Regions from separate parts of the Anser cygnoides genome. Here region 1 is linked to region 2. Evidence: chromatin contacts called from public Hi-C data. All regions are on one chromosome and are shown on one strand. Each heading gives the region's core, a stretch centred on a gene start, on an enhancer-like site or on the middle of the called end of the contact. The rest is flanking DNA. Distances are from core to core; before and after follow the strand shown.

Region 1 (7,124 bases), core at 2,069-4,568, 170 kb before region 2:
CCGGCAGCCTGATGGCATTTTCACGTTGCCAGTGCCACGAAAACAGGGGCTAAAAATAAACCGGGTGCCGCACGCCGGGAGGTGTTGTTTGGGGGGGAGAGGTCCGAGCCGCTGCCGGGGGGGGGGGGGGCGGCTGCGGCCCTGATCCCTCGGGAGGAGGAATTTTGGGGCCGGGGGGGTGTGGAACTTGTGGGGCGCCTGCTTTCCCTAACTGATACAGGGGAGTGGGGAGCAGGGGGGAGCACTTCTGGAGCACCTCCTTGCGGTGCACCTGGAGCATCTCTGCCAGCTTCATCCTCTCTGGGACAACCTGCAAATGTTCAAATTACAGCAACAACATCCGGAGCGAGACTTAGCTTGCAGGAGGAGAAATCCTGATCGTGGGATTCCTCTGAAACCGGGTGGGAACGGAAATCGAAAATGATCAAAAGGTGCAAAACATGATCTGAGACAGCTGGAGGCTTTGCAAGAGAAGTTCAAGCAACATCTGGAAACTTCTAAGAGAGGTTTATAAGAGGTCACCTGCAGACAAGGATAAAAGGCTTCAGTGTCCAGAGGGAGTGCAAAATTCTCCTGGAAGATTCCCAGTTTAAAATGGCAAGATGGATCAAAGAGGTGATCAGCAGCATGACCATCATGGAAAAGAATGTTTTTCAGAAAATAAGCGGCAGAAGAAAAGCTTTGACCAATTTACAAGCCAAGATGAATCACAGCAAAGAGTTAAGAAGCTGAAAAATCACTTGGAAAAGGATATCAGAGGTTTGCAGGTCACCACAGGGCAAAAACAGCCTCCTGCCGGAGACAAGGGCTAGCCAGGGCACCGCTAATCCCAAATGATCACCACCATTTTCAGCCTAGGAGGAACGAATCAGAATGCCTGTCCCAGCTGGGTCCTTGCAAAAGCCACCCTCTTTGAGGAGACTCCATTTGGGAGGTTTATTCAAGTCAGTCAATAACCATGGCGTAAGGGAATGAATGCCTTCAAGATACAGTGCCTAGGAGCACCGTATTCGTGAAGGTATTAACAAGGACTTTTGGGGTAAATTGGACATCAGCCTACGCATAGATTTTCACTTATGGGATGACCAGATGGAGACCAAGGGAAAAATCAAAATGAGAGCAGACAAAAACTGGGTCAAAAAAGAGGTCTGGCTGTCCCAGTGTCCAGCAGGAGATGCCTAGGGAGGAGCGAGTGAGCAGAGTCTGCGTGCGAGGAAAGCTCCCCAGCCCCATCCCCCAGGTCCCAGTGGCCCACGGTGCAGAGACTTCCTGAGCCAGAAGCGGTATCTCTTAATGTGTTTAATGGGAAGCCAAAGACACTGTGAGAGGCAGAGGAGTTTGCCAAGGTGCTTAAATCATTGGTTGCAGCAGAGCATGAGGCCAGGAAGCAGACATTGGTGAGAGGCTGGTCAGTCACCAGCAGTCCTGTCAACGCAGCTCTGTGGCTAGTGCAGAGAGGAAGAAGAGAACTTTCCATTTCAGACTGCCACGCATACCTGAAGAATGTAAAATGAGGGAGACGGCGGCCATGCAGACACACAGCTGAATTCTGAAGCAGAAATAAAACGACCTGACTGAGGGAAGGTGGTGGGCCGAGAGGAGACACAAGGTGCAGCAAGGCCTCTGCAGCGCTGGATGAGAGCAGAACGCCCAGCCAGCTGCAGCAATGGGGTTACAGCCAGCCTGGAGGGGCAGAGATCAGGGCCCGCTATTGTTCAAAACCAATTCAAAACAAAACAAAACAAAACAAAACAAACTACGAGGGGGAGGTTGGTCACTGAGGCAGTCCTAGGCTGTGGAACCCCATGGCCTGGGTGATATTAGAAATGGCCCAAACTCTACCAGACTAGGCAACCTGGAGTGGTACTTGGGCTACCACTGACCGAGCTGATCAGCTCAAGAGGAATAGTGGGGACAGGAGAGCACAGACACATCCAAACCTGGGAAAGTCAGATCAACGAAACAGAGGCACTGGACCAGAAAGTCAGGTGTGATGGGGGGCAGGCCAGTCCTCAGCGCTGTGTGGGTGTAACTGCGTGATAAACACCAGGAACTGTGCCGTCGGTTTGGAAATTCCCTTTAAAGATTTGTCTCAAGTGAAGCAAACCATTTGCAGGTAGCTGGGCTGCAGTTAAAAGTTGTCCTGTCTCCTGGGGCAGTAAAATTAAAGGTGGCTTCAGCCTGAGGCCACTTCCAGCCCTGGCTGGTGGGAGGTCTGAAACCTGCTTGGAGACCTGGGGCCTTACCCAACAGCTCAGATCTTGTGGGGGTGAAACAGAAGCGATCCCCATCTGTCTGCTGGGAGTTTTGCAGGAGCAGCAACCAGGAACAAGTAAAATAACCTCCCCCTCAATTCCCCCTCTGCAGTCACTGCCAAGAAGCTGTGTCCGTGAATGACAGTACCCTTAGGTTCAGCTTGGTCACTCACAATGCACCTCAAAGCTGTGCATTGGCAGCAAGAAGTGGAGCTGGAGGATGAGGAAAATTGCTTTCTCAGCAAAGCCTGATCATCTGGTGCTTCAGTGATGGTTGGGCCTTACATAATGCACCAGCTCTGCTGCAGAGGCTGGTGGGGAAAGTATGTCACACCACACCATCAGGAGGCCTTGAATGGCCTCAGCCTTTCAAGAGGTCTGTTGCACTTATGCTATTTATGGGTGCACGCTGAGACCTTTGGACAAGAAGTGGTAGGTGCAGTTACACATGGCTGGTGATAAGTTCAAGGCTGGCAGCCTGTAACTGGTCCCAAAGGAAAGGGAGCTGTTCCAAAAGCCCGTAAGTTACCTCTGCCACACAGCTGGTGATGGGGAATTTCCACTGAAATAAAGAAATCCCTGAGACTTTGTGGAGCTGGCCCTCTCCCCAGCCACTCATGGAGGTACAGGTTGGTAGGACTCTGCTCCTGTTACAGAAGGTTTGTTTGTAGATTTGCTAACATTGCAAAACACTTGCACAGGTAGGGTGACAGAGGGAGAACATTTCAGTGGCCAACAGAAAGAGTTTTAGCAGTTTTAACTAGTGCAATTCTTCCCAGTGGTTCAATTTGCAGATAAGTTGTGTTAGGATTTGCACAGGAGGAACACTACAGTAAAGGCAGACTGTGCATCCCCACTATAGCTCACTCTGTGGGCTTAGGAATCCCAAATGCAGTTTGCCCAAGCATAAAGAAAAATGTCAGCTTTGCAGCTGCACATTGAACTACACGTGGGCACAAACAGAGTAGCAGTGGTGCCTAGGCCTGGCAGTGGCTCCGGGGCTAAATGCAAGCAACGTCGATGATTCTTAAAGAGGATGGACGCTTGTTTCCTCTCTTACAAGTTGTAGGTGTGTAAATGCTTCTAGTTCACCCAAGGAGACTGAGGAAGGGCAATGCCAGAGAGGGAACATGGGCTCCCAAACCAGCCTGTGTCAGCAGGTGCTTCACAGAAAGCATCTCAGTAGCTAGAAAGTGAGCTGGGAAACCCAACTGTCCTGAAACAAGGTACACCTCTGGAGTACAACAATGTGTATCCTTGGAGTACCAAGGGAAAAAGCGCTCTGGTCATGGTGAGAAAGTTTGGAGTTAAAGATAAAATACCGCATAAAAGTTACAGTGCATGGAAACAACCTGTGGAGAACTGTGTTCAGTGATGACTGGAGCGGGAGGTTCTGAGATTATTATTTAAAAACTGGCAAATGTTTTGAACTGTCCTGACTGTCTATACATTTCCAAAAAAACTTAGCTAAGCTAAGGGAAAAATTCTATTGGGCAAGATTCAGGAAGGTCATTGAAAATGTGTGCAGATTAATGCCCCTATTGCAAATAACGGTCCCACAGAAACACAGGGAGACACCATGAAGTAGTGTCTGACAGAGTCATTTCATTAATGGACTGCATTGCCTGATGTTCTTGTGTTTCTGTCTGAAGTAGATTCTGGGAGCTGCAGACTATTTCACAAAATGCCCCGAAGCTTGTCTGTTAGGACACTGGTGCCAGATGTCCAAATGAAAGACATCGTCTCCCTCCAAGTCCTAGGAGGTATGGCATGATTGCCCAGTGCTCAAGGGAGAAACACTGCATCCAGAACATTTCAACAGATCTGTGAGGTGGCTGGGATCCCTAAAACATCTCCATGTGACCACAGCCTGAAGGGTTGGTGGAATGTTTTTCTGCAGACTTGTAGTCAACTGGACTCCTCCTCGGAACTGCATCAAGTGGTAAGACCCAGCATATCGAAGTGCTTTCACACACCTTAGGAGCAGCAAACCCCTTCTTCATCGTTCTGGTGAAAACCTTAGGGCTCCAGCATGACTTTTTGTAGAGTTTCAGGAGAGGAACAAAGGGTTTTGGATCATGCATAGGGACACATGGTCCGAATATATATACATATAGTTAGATCAATTTTTTTTTTTTTAAGTGGAAATCTGGGATATCTTACAGTCTTAAAAAAAACAGGGAGAGAATCTTAGAAAGGATAAGCCTAGAGCAACACTGTAGGACTTGCCGTCTAAGGGCCTGTAGTACTGACCTGGATATTTACGGTGATACACAGAGTACAGTGGGGTCCTGAAACAAAATCCAGTGCTGCCCATTAGAAAATGCTCTGTGTAAAAACATATTGGAAAAGAAAATTTCTGGGTCTCACTCTTCCTCCACTCTTCTGTAATTGCAAAAGTAGTTATGAAAAGAGAGCCTCCAGAAATCCTGAATGCACCTGGGGAGTGTGCTGCAAGTGGCTGTCTAAAAATAAATCAAGGAGCAGGAAAACTGAGAAAGGGGAGCAAAAATGTTTCGGATTAGTGATAGGAAAATACCTTGCTGCAGCATACAGGGTAATTACAGATAAGTAAGAATGTGTCACTCATCACTTCTTGAATGATTTTCCCTCATTCTCTTTGGCCTGGGTTTATTACAGCCTAGTCATTTAGAGCTCATGCAGGACAAAGGAGGGGGCTGAGTTGGGGGCTCAGTCCCACCGCAAAAGAGCAAGACCCAGGCTCCTGTTGTACAAGTCCTCTTGGGCTCAGGAGGGAAGGCTTAGTGGTTTTTTGTTTGTTTGTTTGTTGTTGTTGTTGTTGTTGTTGTTTTGTGAAACAGGACTCCAGTGACAGGGCCTCTAAATTCATAATCAGGTTCTCCTCTGAGCTGGGATAATCTTCAAGGCCACAAATTCCTGGTTAACCTGTAGGAGCAGAAGACATAATAGTGCTTTTTCTGTCTCTTTCATTGTAGACTTTCTGCTTAAAACTGCCCTCAGACCACCCTGCCTGTCCTTTTGCTACATGGCAAGAGTGCATAAGGGCATACAGATCTGGAGGGAACTGGTGTGTCGAGCTTTTAAGCAGCAGGACCGAGATAGAAATCATGGTATCTGCTGTGCCTGTCTTTAGGATGAGGGGTTTGAGCCAGGCTCTACAAAGTCATCCCCATTTAACTCATCTCCCAGCACAACCAGGCAGGCTCCACTGCTCACCCCACAAAGCGAACTTGCATTTTTATTACTTGCCCTTTTATGTGGACTAATGTGATATTTCATGTTCTATTTTGGTTTTAAGCACGAACCTTTTCTTGGTGTAGCCAAAACCAATGCATCTCTGTGCTGGGGAGCCCCTAGGGTTTGACCATCCCGTAACACTTGCTCTGCAGGATGGGACAGGAGCTGGGTGCTGGCAGTGGTTTCATGGCAAGTGCCTGCAGCGGGACAGTATCTCCCCAGCTTCTGTGGGGATAAGCAGAGCAAAGGGGCAGCAGTAGCAGTTCCCTCACTCGGGCGAACTGGTTTTCAGCCTCCTTTCTGGGCCTGCCCACTGGAAGAGTCTCCTCAGAGCACTTGGATGCATCTCGATGCAGTGAAGTCCGTGCTGTTTGTTCAGCAACAGATGCCGGAGCCAGTCATATTTCAGATCTACAGCTCCATGTCTGTAGAGTTCAGGACAGCTGAGAAGTGAACACTTTCTCAGCAGAGAGAGGGAAATAAAAACACCTCGATGTGGCGTTGCTGTTTGTCACCCTGCTTGTGCTGCTGGCAGCTGAAGCCCTGACGATGTGGAAGCTGGTGGCCCTTTCCAGCCTGGTCCTGCACGCCCTGTGGTGCCTTAGGGATCTATAATCAACGCTTTGATTATTAGGTAAAATTGGTCATAAAGGGAAAATAGAATGAAATAAAATGAAAGTGCAGCTATCAGCTCCTTTCGAGTTTAGCATGATCCATTTAAATTTAAATGGAAAATGTCACAAAACTTATCTGTAACAGTTTAAAGCCCTAGATCATATTGCCAACACTAGACAGTGGCATGTTTTAACAGAAGTATGATGGGCATAAAGCCCTTTAATACGCACAGAAAAGCAAACATCAGACACTCTGCTGCAAAAAAACACTTGGGCCTAGCCAAAAAGGTGCAGAGCCAGGGGCAGGAGAAGCTGCGTGCTGCCTAATGCAGCCTCTCGCCACGTGACTTGGCATCTTTTTATCTGTTTCTGTGCGTTTCAAATGGCAGGAGTAGAAAACACCCATCACAAAGGTGCTGTGAGGCAAACTCATGCACGTGAAGCATTTTGACTTCCCCAGGAGCCATGCCCAGCCGTCGTCACATGGTGACCTCAGGTGGGGGCGATCTCCTGAAGTCCCTTTTTCACAGTGATGGAGGAGCTCTGCTGGAGCACAGGATGCACTGCAGTTACTGAAAGCAAAATCTCTGGAGCTCACGGACTTTTTCAAGATGTTTTTATGCTCCTTACAGGTTATGAGTGCAAAAAAATCCCCCCTCAGTGAGGAAACTGTAGTGGTGCACGGTGTCTGTCCCGAGCATGGGGCAATGCAGAAGCCCCATCACGTGCGGCTAGTGTCAAAGCCAAGCATCCCCGTGCCCTGGCACCAAGGAGCTGGGACAGCCAGCCCCTCTGAGCCCCCAGCGACGAACTCGGGGCAAGCCTAGCGTGGATATCAAAGCCAGGTAGACTCCTTCTCTCCCACCATGGGCAACTGAAGGCCAGTGCCTCTTTCCTCGGGAGGAGGAAGCTCCCGCGCGGGGCAGGAAGCGGCGATGGAACAGCCAGCTCAGGAAGGGGCCGGGGCCAGGAGTTTGTTTTTAACCTGCTTCTTGTTTATTTAAGCCCTGGAGGAAGGCGAATAAAAGCAGCCACT
Region 2 (7,339 bases), core at 4,486-6,985:
TGCATGGTTACACTCCATGAAGGATACAAAAAAAACAAACCACAAATCCACACATAAACAACCTCAGTTAATATATTAACGAGAGGAATTAGTAAAGTAGGTAAGAAAAGGAAGCAAGGAATTTAAATGTAACATTTTCAATTTGGTATTTTTCCCTCTAACAATGTTCCTGTCTATTTTGAGTAAACAACCATCCAAAAGCAGCTTGTAGGTGACTACAGCTATAATTATAGTAATATTAATCTTAGCATCCAGATAGAGGGAAAACAAGGTACCTGAAAATGCAAATTAAAGCTTTGCCTGTAAAAGAGACTGCGCTGCACCTCTAAAACCATCACGTAACACCGCTGTATGAGTTCTAAGAAGCGTCATCTGATTTTCTGGATTCTGCCAGTGCTACAGTTTAACATCAAATAAAAATATTTCATTATGTGCTATGTTGGCTGAGATTTGTTGCTATTCTTTGCCCTTCTAATGAAAGGATTAAGTTAATTTACAGAAAGACTTAAACTCCTTGGTGTTTTCCTAGAGAAAGAATCCCACTCCTCCTCATTTAAAAGCTGCTAGCTTTGCTGTAGGTGGTAATTATGTTGAGGGTGAATTGCTGTGGTTTCTGTCTGGCAACACACAGCACTGGCACATGCAATCCCCACACTGTCTGGAAACAGCATTACATCAAACCATCGCTAGTGTCTTACACAACCAGCTACAGCTCTTTGAAATCTGTCAGCTCCAGTGACTTGCTATGACGCTTATGCTTCTCAGACATCAGCTTCATAGCACTTACACAAAGGTATTGGACTCTTTTAAAAACAAAACGTGGAAGCTTCAACCCATAACCTAATCTAATATCTTATGCAGGGAAAAAAAAAGTATATATACATATATAAACAGCAAACAACTGCTTGATTTTAACATCAAATCTGAACTGGGAGTCTGGGGGTGCAGCCATACAACATTATGGACAGAAACCTCAGAAAACATGAAACAAAACAGAACCAGAAAGGGTAACTGCACAATGCTGCTACGGAAATTAGTTAATGAGTTGATCTGAAGCTAGCATAAGGATCCCTACTGCAGGGCAGCACTGCAAACTGTAAGCAGACACATCCCATAGTTAAATCTAAGAGCTATGGATCAGGTTCTTAATTGAATGCAGTTCTGCTGGAATCCCTGCATCAAAATTAAAAATCACTGAGAAATCTTAAATCAAGCTTAGCATTCAATTTCATGTCTCCAGCTGTCAGGCAGCAATATCACGTTACATGAAGACCTGTGAATAAGTAGTTTCCCCTGAAATCAGTGGGACCAGACATCCAGTAGGGAACTGCTCAGCCCAGAGCAGCTGCATCTGCCCCAGCATCATAGCTGTGTCTTAAGAAAGCAATAGCCTAAGCCACAGAATCATGGCATTTTCTACATGATTTGAAAACAAACACGTTGTACTTTAACAAGAAATGCTGTAACTATGTCCTTGGAGGATTGTTGTTCTGTACCAAAGAATTATTTCCCTTCCCTCCCCTCCCATCCCCCACTTCCCTCCCCTATGAATTAGTAAATGAATTTCTGCCACAAGCCCTCAAACCATATTCTTCCCAATCAAAGAGTGAAACGATACCCAAGAGACCGAGGCAGCACAGAACCAGTGAGATCCTGCAGACAGCTAGACTGGATAGAAAGCTCCTGCCACTGCCACACACAGATGGGCACACACACTCAGAAAGCCTATGGGGGTAAAACAGGACAATACCAGAAAGAGTATTGCATCCAAATGACATTGCTGGAAAATGTTCTACTGGAACTGGACAGCTGAATCATTTGCAACCAGACCAAAAAGGACGATACACAACAAAAGACAGTACATGTAATTTAATAAGCACACACATTTTTTTTTTATTTTTTATTTTTTTGACTCTGGACTATGAGTTTGGAAGCCATTCCTTAAGGGCAGGGTCCATATTATGGGAAAATCCAGTGTATGCCTTTATGAGCAAATATATTACAATCTGCATATATTTTCTGGGGAAATGAAGCCTGCAGTTTTGCTCTGCATCTGCACTTCAGTGTTTTAGCAAATGGGGGATGTAATGTCTGCCTGTGAACTCAGCCAGAATACAGATCCAAGAAGATGGGATTCTTATGATGTTTTTTTGTAAGATGCAGTGCTACAGGGCCTAAATAAAAAGCTTTTCAAAAAGTCATTGCACATAGCATGAGAATAAAGTGCTAGTCCCAGCAGTAGCCGCACAGCCGGTATCCACATTGTACAACAATTGCACAGCTCAAATCGTGACTATGAAAGGATGGCCCAAGCAGCAGGTGGGATGGGGGGATAGCAGGGGAGTCCATACCTGAGCACCTCTCTCACCAATCCATCTGTTCATGAGTCATGTCACACGGGCTGTTCCCCTGCAAGGAACATCCAGAGGAACAGAGAAGCTAGAAACGTGGGTCCCAGGCAGAGGAAGCAGCTGGCAGGCATCTGTAATTGAATTCCTGGAGGACTTGGTCTATTTTTAAAATTCTCTGTAGGTTAGCTTTTTTTTTTTCCACCTTCTTTCTCCCCCACAGGTGAACATTTCCAAAACTTGACACAGTTTTAAAGTTTTATTACATACATCTATGAGTTCCAGCTCTGTGTAAAATCCTGCGAGAGCAGCAATGCACCTAGCAGTCAAGAGCTGTATTCTAAAATTCTGCACTGGAGAGGGAGAAAATGAATCAGTTATACCTTTAATTGTATATTGTAAGGGTAAAGAACTTTTGTTTTGAAATGCATACACGTAAACCTCTTGTACTGTACTTAGACCCTAAGCTAGAGGGACACCGATTTTCTACCAACTCCAAAATAAAATGAATTCCATTGTTATAGATATCATAGAATCACAGAATGGCCTGGGTTGAAAAGGAACTTAAAGATCATCTAGTTTCAACCCCCCTGCTCTGGGCAGGGTTGCCAGACACTAGAGCAGGCTGCCCAGAACTGCATCCAGCCTGGCCTTGAATGCCTCCAGGGATGGGGCATCCACAACCTCTCTGGGCAACCTGTTCCAGTGCCTCACCACCCTCTGAGTAAAAAACTTTCTCCTACTATTTAACCTAAATCTCCCATCTTAGTTTAAACCATTCCCCCTTGTCCTATCACTACCAACACACGTAAACAGGCGTTCCCCCTCCTGTTTGTACGCTCCCTTCAAGTACTGGAAGGCCGCAATGAGGTCTCCCCAGAGCCTTCTCTTCTCCAAGCTAACAAGCCCAGTTCCCTCAACCTTTCTGCAGAGGAGAAGTGCTCCAGCCCTCATATCTATAGATACGCTGTGCTTCAGCAGTATCTACTAACCCACAGCTTTGTGGGCACGTTGATAGCTAAGGAATAAATCCCTACAAACCAGCAAAATGTGAGGGCTTTATGTTTTTTCTGTAACTGGTATCTGAACAGCATGTTTTAATTTGACCAGTCTAACATCATACAAAGCCACTGGCAGAGCTAACCAGGACTTCTGACTTGCTTTTGTCTGCAAGCACTCTAACCTGCTCAAGTTGTGTTTAGAGCTTTCCACACCTTTATAGCTCCTCTTTCTCCTGTAATGCCTGTTAGACAATAACTGGTGCCCTAATATTCTCGCACAGCTTGGGAAAACAGTGGTCACCATTTCTGAGAGGGAGAATGTTATTAATCTCCATCTACAAAGACCTCTGGCTCTGCTTACCTACTTGGGCACTGCCTCTTCCTCAGCCCTGCAATCTGGCAAAGAGGCAGGGTCTGGAATCACTGCCTTAGGCATCCTTGGATGGATCACCAATGTATGGTAAAAAGATCTTAAATACAGCTCCAAATGGCTACTGTGAAGCACTGGGAACCAAGCTCTGGTAGAGCTGAAGAGAGGAAAAGTTCTCAATTCACTTACAGCAGAGTCCAGTCTGAGCTATACTCATTTATTTTCTGAGTTGCTGCAGCAAGTTAAATTCTCTGATGATAATGAGCAGTCACCGACTGCACCACCAACTCATTAAATCAACTCAGTATCCACTCGTTAGCAAACACATCAATACACTCTGGATTTAAGACTTGCTGGCTAGCAGAAATGTAGCATATAATATTTGTTGCAGTATAATTTGTATTATTTTATTCCGATTTGTGTAAAATGATCTTTATGTAGCTGCAGCATGCCTCCCTCCGTCTTTTAATAGTGATAGATTATCCATAAAAGCTGTTAGTTTTAAAAAAGAGTCAGAAGGAAGTCAAAGATGACTTCTCAGCTCCTTGCAGAACAGGGTTATGTAACTACACATCACAATGTATATTTAAACATCAGTATGTTAACTGCGTATACAGAGATGAGGTGAAAAGACAGTGGAAGAGAAATAGAAAGGCGTAGAAAAATCTCCACTAAACATCAGAAAAATATAATTTTGTGATGCTTATTAATAAAAAAAAGTGACTCCAACAATATCTTCCTCTTGAAAATATAATAAATATAGGATAATAGAGCATGTATCATATAAAGTAGTATTATTTGCTGAATATTCCCCAAATGCACAACCAGTATACCTGATCTTATCAAGCAACATTGGATTTTGTTGCAAGCATAGCTTTATAAATGACTATTTTCTTACTATATTGGTGGCAGGGGAAATGTTTAAGAGGAAAATGTTTTGACTACTATGCAGACTGCCTGTAAACAGTACATTCTGGCCCTAAGAAAGCAGAGAAGATTTAATACAGCTTAAAATTTCAGAGGGTTTGGTTTCTTCTCAGTTCCTGGGCAACAATATTATTCTTTTCAAGGGTAAGACAACGAACATTAGCTTCTAGAAGAAGGGGAACGATGGATTAAAAAAAGGTATTTTGGAGAAATAGTGGGGTGAACATTACAGAGTGGGGGATGGGGGAAATCACTTCTCTGCCCTTCAGTTCTGTTATGTCAATTTGTTCTTTGGCTGCTTATTAATAAAAACTGTTGCTTTAATTTTAAGTTGCTCCAGTTCCTCCCAGTGTTTTTTTTCTGTGTGTTTTTTTTTTTCTCCCCACAGTCACAGGACCTTCTTTCTGCAGAGAACTGAGTAAAAGGCAAGAGGTTTGTGGCAAGAATGTTTGCAACTTCATACAGACACCCCTGTGTAACGCCACTAGGGAGTCTCACATAGAAAATAATTTATGAAAAGTACTAACAGGCCACCTGCATGCACAAACTTCAGTGTCTGCAAACCAGCAGGCTTTGCCAAAACTGTCAGACTCTTGACAACCAACCTGTCCTGTCAGTCACAGTGAAACCTGAAGAGTCCGCTCTTCTGCCTGTGAAGCTGCTTTTAGAGGCAAACAAGACAAGGACCAAAGCCCTCTGCGAAGCAGCAACAAAACCTTTTTCTGTGATCTTTTGGCAGTGGCAGGGCAGGGCAGAATGAGGAGAGATCGTTGTTTGTTTCCTTTTGTTGCTGCTGTTGTTGTTGCTGTTTGAGCCAGGTTACATAATGCTTAATTTCAGGCTCTTTTTGGTGGCATGATGATGTATACGCAATGCAAATACCCTTGCTGGAATTACAGGAGCAATTTATCAATTCATGAGAAGCTAATCAACCCATTTGCTTTCTAGTGTGTAACAGTAAAAGCTTATCTCATGCAGACTCACGATCGTTCGGCGCAACCTAATTGAATTTCAGGGCCAAGAGCGTTGCACGACACGTGACGGCCTCTGCCGGAGCGCGGTGCCAGACACTGCAGGCGTTACATAATCACGCGCGGCTGCTGGCCGGGGAGGACGGCGCTCTTCCTCGCCTCATCGGCTTGGCGGCTGGCCTCTCCTGCCATCATGCCCTGCAGCCCCAGCCTGCGCGCCCCACTCACATGTACGCTCATATGTTTTGGGGACCTTTTGCAGCAGCATGGGAGAACGGGACCTCTCCCCCCCACCAGCCAAAACAGTTCATTAAATTGCTCACGAGGCGGAGGAGATTAGAGCGGGTGAAGACACGCACAGCGTCCAAGGTAAAAGCTGTCTCCTCACACTGGCTGCCCCACACTGGGGGGCCACGGGAGCTGGCCTCCCCGCCTAACTGAGGGTGTTCCCAGGGGAGCACAGGCTGCGGCACTGCCAGCTGGAGAGCGGCCACCCGTGTGTTCCTCAGGCACCTGCTGCTCGCCATGGGGTCTGGGGCCTGGCGAGCCCCTGAGAGGGGGGTCACCCAACTGACTGCGCCTTTCACCCCCACCCCAAGGTGCACAGAGGCCAGAGGCCATGTCCCTGCTCCTTCCCGGCCCACTCGAGACATCTCCGGGCTTGTGCCCTAAGCAGCCCCTGAGCACGTGCAGGGAGGTCTGGTAACTGCTCTCTTCTGCCTAGCACATATTGATCACGCCAGGTATGACTCACCTGAAGGGATTTTTCCACAGACAAGGCAGGCATTACTTAATAATGGATATATATTAACTGCTGGGGATAAAAGCACGCTCCTCCCCATGTCAAAGGCAGGGGCTAGATGCACTTCAGGCAATGGGATTCCTACCAGTTTCACCATCTGCAGATCTGCATCGCCAAATACAAAAGCTGCAGGTCACAGCTGAGTGCTGGGAGAAGCACACAGTTAACATGCATCACAACCTGCACCAGCCTCATACCGACATCCGACTTACTGAGCTGCAAGCTGCCAGCCATCCCACACATACTCATCTTCAGTGTCCGTACACCACGGGGCACTCTGTAATGGACAGTGCTATGTCCTCGTCTCTGTGTTTTGTCTTCCTTTGGACTGTAGGTTTTTGGAGCCACCTTGACCCAAAATTACTCCTTCAGGAGAAAGGGCATTGCAACTCCAGCTAGCCAGCACAGCAGGATGAGTCTTTGAAGTCTGTATGACTCGAGAAGTGACTCCTTTCATGTATGCCAACATTTCAGCAAATAAAAAAGGCGTGCTTTTTCCCAATAGAAGCCAACTTCAGAACAAGAATTTATGCAGATAATCCAAAGCCAAGCTTACTAAATCAGTGTTTGTTAAGACTTCATACTATTTGTTCAACAAATCTTTCATTCACAAAGCCCAAGAGCACACTGTTCGCTTGATTTAAGGCAGACAAAATGGGCACCAAGCCAACTGCTAGGTTCTGCACTGTCATACACAAAGTCCTGGTTCTACTTTCAGAGAGACCTTTGAAGGTGAGTCATTTGGTCCTCTGGAGAGAAGCCCAAAACAGGAGATGGCTTATGGTACTTGAAAGTACCCTCTGCTGCCCCGCCACGTTCCACCGCAGCGACACACTGCAAGGAGTGCAGGGACTGGGCAACAGACTCACGGCAAAAAGTGACAACATATTCAAGCAGCCAGCCTGTCAGAGGGGAGATCA

What was found. Hi-C and Micro-C count contacts between places; a contact is called where the count stands out from the background.
Region 1: a contact with region 2 is called in a Hi-C map of liver, with 1.7 times the contacts expected there. The contact joins two enhancer-like sites. A contact is called at or near these places in 3 of 7 Hi-C or Micro-C datasets (granulosa cells and liver).

Annotation. Positions count from the first base shown.
Region 1 is chr1:76,964,320-76,971,443 of Taihu_goose_T2T_genome, reverse strand. No RefSeq gene overlaps it. Among named protein-coding and RNA genes, the nearest start is that of BHLHE41, 4.4 kb to the left of the region's middle. Within about 2 kb of position 3,318, at least 1 of the 3 cell types and tissues checked has open chromatin away from gene starts, as enhancers often do. A contact at or near this core is called in liver, where this site is marked.
Region 2 is chr1:76,792,852-76,800,190 of Taihu_goose_T2T_genome, reverse strand. The region is part of intron 36 of ITPR2 (inositol 1,4,5-trisphosphate receptor type 2); the gene reads right to left. Among named protein-coding and RNA genes, the nearest start is that of SSPN, 150 kb to the left of the region's middle. Within about 2 kb of position 5,735, at least 2 of the 3 cell types and tissues checked have open chromatin away from gene starts, as enhancers often do. A contact at or near this core is called in liver, where this site is marked.